2 separate regions of the Rattus norvegicus genome follow, and region 2 is linked to region 1. The links are chromatin contacts, called in public Hi-C maps. All regions are on one chromosome and are shown on one strand. The core of a region is the stretch at or near the end of the contact, and the rest is flanking DNA. Distances in the headings are between cores, read along the strand shown.

Region 1 (3,150 bases), core at 474-2,973:
CAAACGCAGAGTCCTCCAGATACCATATGGATACAAACAATATATATATATATATATGTATATATATCCACCTCTTGCTGGATTCATCAATGGTTAAAATTTTGTCCATCTCGGCTAAAGCAATTAATTCCAGTAACGCTGGCTCAGGCTCAGGAGGAAACATCCACAGTGCTTTCTTCATTTCCTGGCAGAAGGCCTGTCTTTCTGGACTTTCTCAACTCTGAAGCTTGCCTCGATGTGACCCACTTGATACTGCACATACTGTGCGTGCGGACGTGTACACCACCCCCCCCACACACATACATGTATATCACAAGTATATTATCTCAGGCTTTCAGTTAGAGAGTCAAAAGATCAATGTGTCTCCTACCTTCTTTGATCCTCCCTCTTTGACAGTGTAGTGTCCTATATTTAATAAGCGCCCCTCGTTGAACGAAAGAGCAGATTTATTGAAGAGAAGCTCAAAGAAACAGAAAATGCTCGAGTTCTAGTCTTTCTATGCCAACCTGAAGAATCTGAAATGTAAATGTTGTCTGAACTGTCAAGGAAGCTAAGAGCTGAGGTAGGAAGCCTGGGTAGATGGTAGGACAAGACTAAATGAAGGAGCCTGAGAGGCTCCCTATCAGTTCCTGGGATGTGCAGGCCTGAGATTTACAGTCCAGTGCTCCCTTCTCTGTGGTGCTAGGAATCCAACTCAGGGCCTTCCAGCTGTGGGACAGCGCTCTACATGAGCATTACCAGCATAGTTCTTAAGGAATCTTCTAACTTGGGGCAGCAGTTGTAAGCTCATGCAGTATTTTGTTCTCATTTTTAAGCTTCTTGTAGAAAAGAGAGAGACAAGACAATAATCATCAGAAATGCCACACATTTCTTTTTAGGGAAAATAATCACACTTTAGGGTAATATCGTACATTCTCATATGCCATGTATATATAAAATGAACATCGAATACCTATATTTTCTTAGCATGTTAAATAATTACATACTTTGAGGAATGTAGATTTTACTTATATATTTCTTCGTATAGTAAATACTCCTATATCATATAAGCTTCCATATTGGATGAAGATTGCCATCTGTCTTTAGTGTTCCTTCTTGAGGACCTGGCACAGAATAAGTATCCATACATACTTATTGAATGGTTGAAAGAAAAGCATGATGACCATATATCTTTATGCAGAGTTTTGCAAATGTTTCCCAGCCCACGAAATAAACAGCTCTAATGCTTCTATAAGTCTATGTGATGTGTGTATCCCCCCTCTTGCCCCGTTGTGCATCTTATATTTTTCTCAACCTTATTTTTAAAGACAGGGTCTTTCTCTGACCCTGCAGCACACTGTCTAGGCTAGGCGGTCGACCGGCAGGCCTCGGTAACCAGTCGGGGCACTGTGCAGTCAAACTTGCAAAAGGCGCTTTATTTACTGGGCTGTGTGGTAATTTATCTTACTTCTAGAAGTTTCATTGAAATAACATAAACATAGGGTTCTCCGGGATACCTGTAATTAAAAAAAATACTTAGAAAGGCAACTGACCTTTTTGGAATCGATAATCTTTCAAACACACCCGAACATTTGAGTTGTTGTCCAGGGATATTATTTGCTAAGCAAACATCAGGAGAAGCAAAAAAATGCAAAATCATGCTGAACAGCAAGACTTCAATGATGATCTAAGTATGACACTGGTTCCTAGGTTAAAGACTGCCTTCAGAACCACGCTTCTCCCGTAGGTGGCACTATTTTCTTTCATCGCTGTGTTTGCAACTTAACTCTCTGGACTTAACCGTCTGGACCCCCTGGTTTACTAGCCCTATTTTTGTAGCAGACGACAATAGTTACGTTATCGGTGTATCATTGGTTTTCTTTAACAATAACAGCAACAATCCATTGGGGGACATCTAAAACCCTTGGCTGAGTTAGCACCGCGTGGTCCCATCTCTCATTGGCTTCCCTATTTTCTGGCAGAAGTACTACCAAGGAGTAGCTGACATGCTAGGGTGGAGGGTGGGGGACTCTACAAAACTGTCCTGCTTCTATGATAATAAAATAAATCAGAAATCAAACTCTGACTCCGGGATTAGTGTTTCCTAAATAGAGCAAGCTAGTCATCAAATTTTGCAGATACCTCCTCTGGGTGGTTAATAGTGAACTTTTAAAAATTCACACACTCAGTTGTGATGGAAACATTGGCAAAACATTGTGCCACCCTACAAGCCCTTTCAATACCCTAAGAGATGGGAGGTGTTGTTACACTGGCAGGACCTACACGGGGCAGAAATGAAATCTGAGCACTGGGGTACGAAAGGATTGGAAATCCAGATGCAAGTGTGGGAGCTGAAAGATGGCGGAATAAGGCCTTGGATACTTTACCTTAAAAACTGTGCTAGCTAGAGCATGGCAGGCAGGCCCGCGTTTGTTTTTCCAGCACTCCTTAACAAATTCAAGTTCGAAGGCTCGGCCTTTCTCCCTGAAAACAGGACGGATTTTGGCCGAGTTCCTTTGTGAATGCTTACATTAGAGGGTGCAGAGAGGTTTAGGCTTTGGGGTATTTTTAGCCAACCCCCTTCTTTTGGGAAATTGACCCATGCATGCATTTTGTAGTAGGAGACCTAGAGCTGCCAGCCGCAAATCCCTGCCCAGCCTCCGGCCCCGCCCTTTCCAGGCACAGGTGAAAGCTGCGTCCCCCGAACTCCGCGGTGCTGACAGGTGGTCTCGCCACGCCTCCCCGTCGCCCAGGGCGCCTGGGGCCACAGCTCCCGGCCACCAGCCACAGCCGCGCGCCAAGCATAGCTTGAGATCAGGCTCCCGAAGTCCGCCTCCTCTTCCCGGGAAAGCGAGGCCGGAGGCGGGTGCCCGTGACTGCAAAAGCAAAGGGCATCCGGCGCCCGACTTGGGCCGAGGGTGGTCCACCAGGCGCTGCTTGCTTTTCCTGGACAAGGGCCTCGTGGAGTCCTACGACCAGGCACGTCCAGCCCTGCGCTGTGCCCTTCGCCGCCCTCTGCCACTTCCCGGGTCCCATCCCCCAGGAACCCATCCAAGCCCCCAGAGACAGTGACTCCGGGTGTTTACGGTCTACACCAGTCAGCCACCCACGGGTCCCAGACCAAAGGGTCACTGGACCTGGCGAGCCACATTCCCAAGGGCGAGCGGCGGG
Region 2 (3,150 bases), core at 325-2,824, 52 kb before region 1:
AGCACAGAGGCCCTAGCCACCAGTACCAGCAAGAATATTTCAGAGATGACAAGCGGCTGAGAGGTTAAAGAAGTGGGTAACATCAGTAAGTTACCATGTATGTAGCACGGGGCTGACTCCCACTTCATGCTCCAAACCATCATACCTAACCAACACCATCCACATTTGACAAGAAATTTAAGACTTAGACAGGCATCTTAAGTCATGCAGGTAGTGGACCCAGGAAGCAACCCAGATATCCTGATCTCTCTCTCTCTCTCTCTCTCTCTCCCTCCCTCCCTCCCTCTCCCCCCCTCTCTCCCTCTCTCTCTCTCTCCACCACTACATGGGAATTAGGCTAGATTCGATATGAAGAAAATAAAGGCTTAAAAAGATAGCTTCTAGACTTCTGGCTTGGGTAATGGACACAAAAGCACCTTTAATCAAGTTATAAGATTCTGGCTGAATGAAGACCAGATGTGGAGTAAACTGAGTTCCTTTCTGACAAAACGAGGAGCTTCTGTGGCGTCTGTGTGATGAAATGTTTCCTAAGTCTATTAACCAAAAAGTGGAATGTAACTACTGGTTGGATCTCAGTTAAGGTCAGAGATAGGAACTCACAAGTCAACTCAAGGAGGGTCGGTACTGAAGTCAGGAGTTCAGCAAAGAGAAAAATCAACAGAAAATGAAGCCTCAGAACGGAACCTAGGGCTCTCATGGGCACAGTCAAAGGAAGGAAGAAAGGAATCCAAGGGGAATAGAAGCATCAGCAGAAACAGGAGGAAAGCCAGGAGTTCTGAACCTCAGAAGCCAAGGGCGGAGGCATAAGGAAAGAGATGCCTCAAACACGAGTGTCAACACACTGGAATGTAGCTGAAAGGTCGGTCATAAGGATGAGAAGCCACGAGTTCACTGGGTTCAATGACCACGGTAAGAGCTGCTAGACGGAAGTGGTCCTCAAGAGAGGAGTTCTAGACAACAACCGTGTCTTCCTGTTGTTTCCATGGTACTTGATCGTACTTAAAAAAAAAACACTTTAGGAGGGATCCAGAAGGTCCTTGATAGCAACTGACTTAATTCTCCACTTTAGCTTTATGCTTAGGGTCCATCGTCAAGAAGAACAGAAACCACGGGCCCTAGACGCAGCAAAACTAAACCTGACAGCTGCTTAAAAGCGAAACCATAGAGCCTTGGGTCACATGGGTTCCAACGGCCTGGACTGGAAGAATGTGGGTATTGGGAGCTATTCAACCGGAAACTAGGGGCTGCGGGTAGAAGGACGCCAGGGCGAGGCCAGAATGCAACCAGAACCCGGGCACTCGCCACCAACACCGCCCCTCAGGCCCAGCCCGTTCCGCCGCGGGGATCACAAGGACCAGACCCGGGTCCACGCGGAGGCCACGTTCCAACCGTCTGCCCGCAGCGCGGGGGTCTTCCGGGCCGCCGCTGGAAGTCGGGACAGACGGTGAACCTGCACAGTCCCGCGGTGCCTCCCTCCGCCGCCGCTTACCATTTTCCTTCCGGTCGTCAGCCGTCCGTTGCCGTATGATCTCTTGGGCCCCTTTAAGAATGGCTCTGCAGCCACCTCCCTTCCTGCTTCGGCTGGCACACAGCTCAGTGTTCCCCACCTAACTACGCGGCCGCCGTGGCCCGCACGTGACAGCGGACGGCGGGAGGCGAGGCCCAAAATTCTGCGAATCGCGGACGCGGACGCGGACGCGGACGCGGGCTCAGCTTGTGGCTGCTAAGGATGTTCTGCCTGCTGGTTTACCCAGGAATGAGCCGGGCTGCAGTGCGCAGATTCTTGGTATCTTTAAATATTCTACAAGCCTGAACGGCAGCAATGTCGTGGTGACAAACCTGAGTCAGTGATTTTAACGGTAAATGTGCGTGTTGGTTACAGTTTACTTCCAGATTTAAGGCTTTTCAAAGGTAGACGCCGCTTCCATCCTTCCGCCTGACCCAGAGCGCCATCCGTGACCCTGTCTGCTTCCCAGAACTTGCTAGATACGTTTATTTTCCAAAGAGTATTCATACTCAATAAATGGTGATCAGTTGTGATCATGCGGGCTCTTACTCTCAAGTCACAGCCAAACTGAACTCTGAAGCCCAGGTGCTGTTACTGTTTCAAAGTGCGACACTCAAAAGTTACGACCTTTTAAATGTATTACTACTGGCATTCCAAAACTGAGATAAACTTGACTTTTTAAGAAACAGTATGGGGTACAAAAAAGCCGATGTGGATGAAAGGGCTGGCAACTTTATGAAAAAGAAATATAAGAAATAAAAAAAAATTTTAGTATTTTTATATCCTTTTGGTACCTTCTCCTTGGTCATCCATCTCAGCGGTGGGTACTCTGTAGAAACAGATATTGGTGAGGACCTTTGTGCATGGTGCAGAACTGCACTCTCATTTCCCTGCCTCCCTCCACGACACCCCTTGACCTTGAGCATCAGCTGCTATCAGATTATCCTTTTAGGAGAAGCTAGAGACATGGGAGGAAAGAAAGAGGAAGGCTATGAATTTTCTTGAAAGAGACCAGATTCTTAAAAGTGTTAAACAAAAGAAGATCAATTCCTTTTTTTTTTTTTTTTTTTCGGAGCTGGGAACCGAACCCAGGGCCTTGCGCTTGCTAGGCAAGCGCTCTACCACTGAGCTAAATCCCCAACCCCGATCGATTCCTTTTTAAAAAGCTTTCGTGTATATGTATTTGTTCATGTGTGTGCCACAGGTCCATGGTGCATCCCACAGTGTACACGTGGAGGTCAAAGGTCAACTTCAGGAGTCAGTCTTCACCTTACACCTTGTTTGTCACAAGAGTGTCTTATTGCCCCCGCACATGCCAGGCTATCTAGCTCAAGACCTTCTGGGGGATCTGCTTGTCTTTTCTCTCAGCTTTCCACAAAACCAATAGCATTACATACCCAGGCTGTCTAGCTTTCACATGGATGTCAGAGATCGGAACTGAGACCTCACCATTGCACAGGCAAGCAAACACTCTCCTCACTGAGCCATCACCCCAGACAAATAAAAAGACTTTCAGTTTATAAATGTAAGTTCCCATTACCCTCTCTTCCTTCACACCCATACTTAAAAGTGGTAGGGCAAGGGTAGTGTTCAAGAACAAAATTAGCTCAGTTGGGGATGGGGAGATGGTTTAGTCAATAAAG

What was found. A called contact is a pair of places that touch in the nucleus more often than the background predicts.
Region 2: a Hi-C map of liver shows a contact between it and region 1, with 2.5 times the contacts expected there. The contact joins the promoter of Gmfb here to the enhancer-like site in region 1. A contact is called at or near these places in 2 of 12 Hi-C or Micro-C datasets (both in liver).

The regions. Positions count from the first base shown.
Region 1 is chr15:22,610,733-22,613,882 of GRCr8, forward strand. LOC102548367 (a long non-coding RNA gene) reads right to left here. Exons shown (of 3, transcript XR_359877.5): 2 at 1-3,150. Among named protein-coding and RNA genes, the nearest start is that of Cgrrf1, 44 kb to the left of the region's middle. Within about 2 kb of position 1,724, at least 3 of the 93 cell types and tissues checked have an H3K27ac peak or open chromatin away from gene starts, as enhancers often do. A contact at or near this core is called in liver, where this site is marked.
Region 2 is chr15:22,558,503-22,561,652 of GRCr8, forward strand. It overlaps Gmfb (glia maturation factor, beta), which reads right to left and starts at 1,575. Exons shown (of 7, transcript NM_031032.2): 1 at 1,490-1,575. The coding sequence starts at 1,492. It also overlaps a transcript of Cgrrf1 not described here.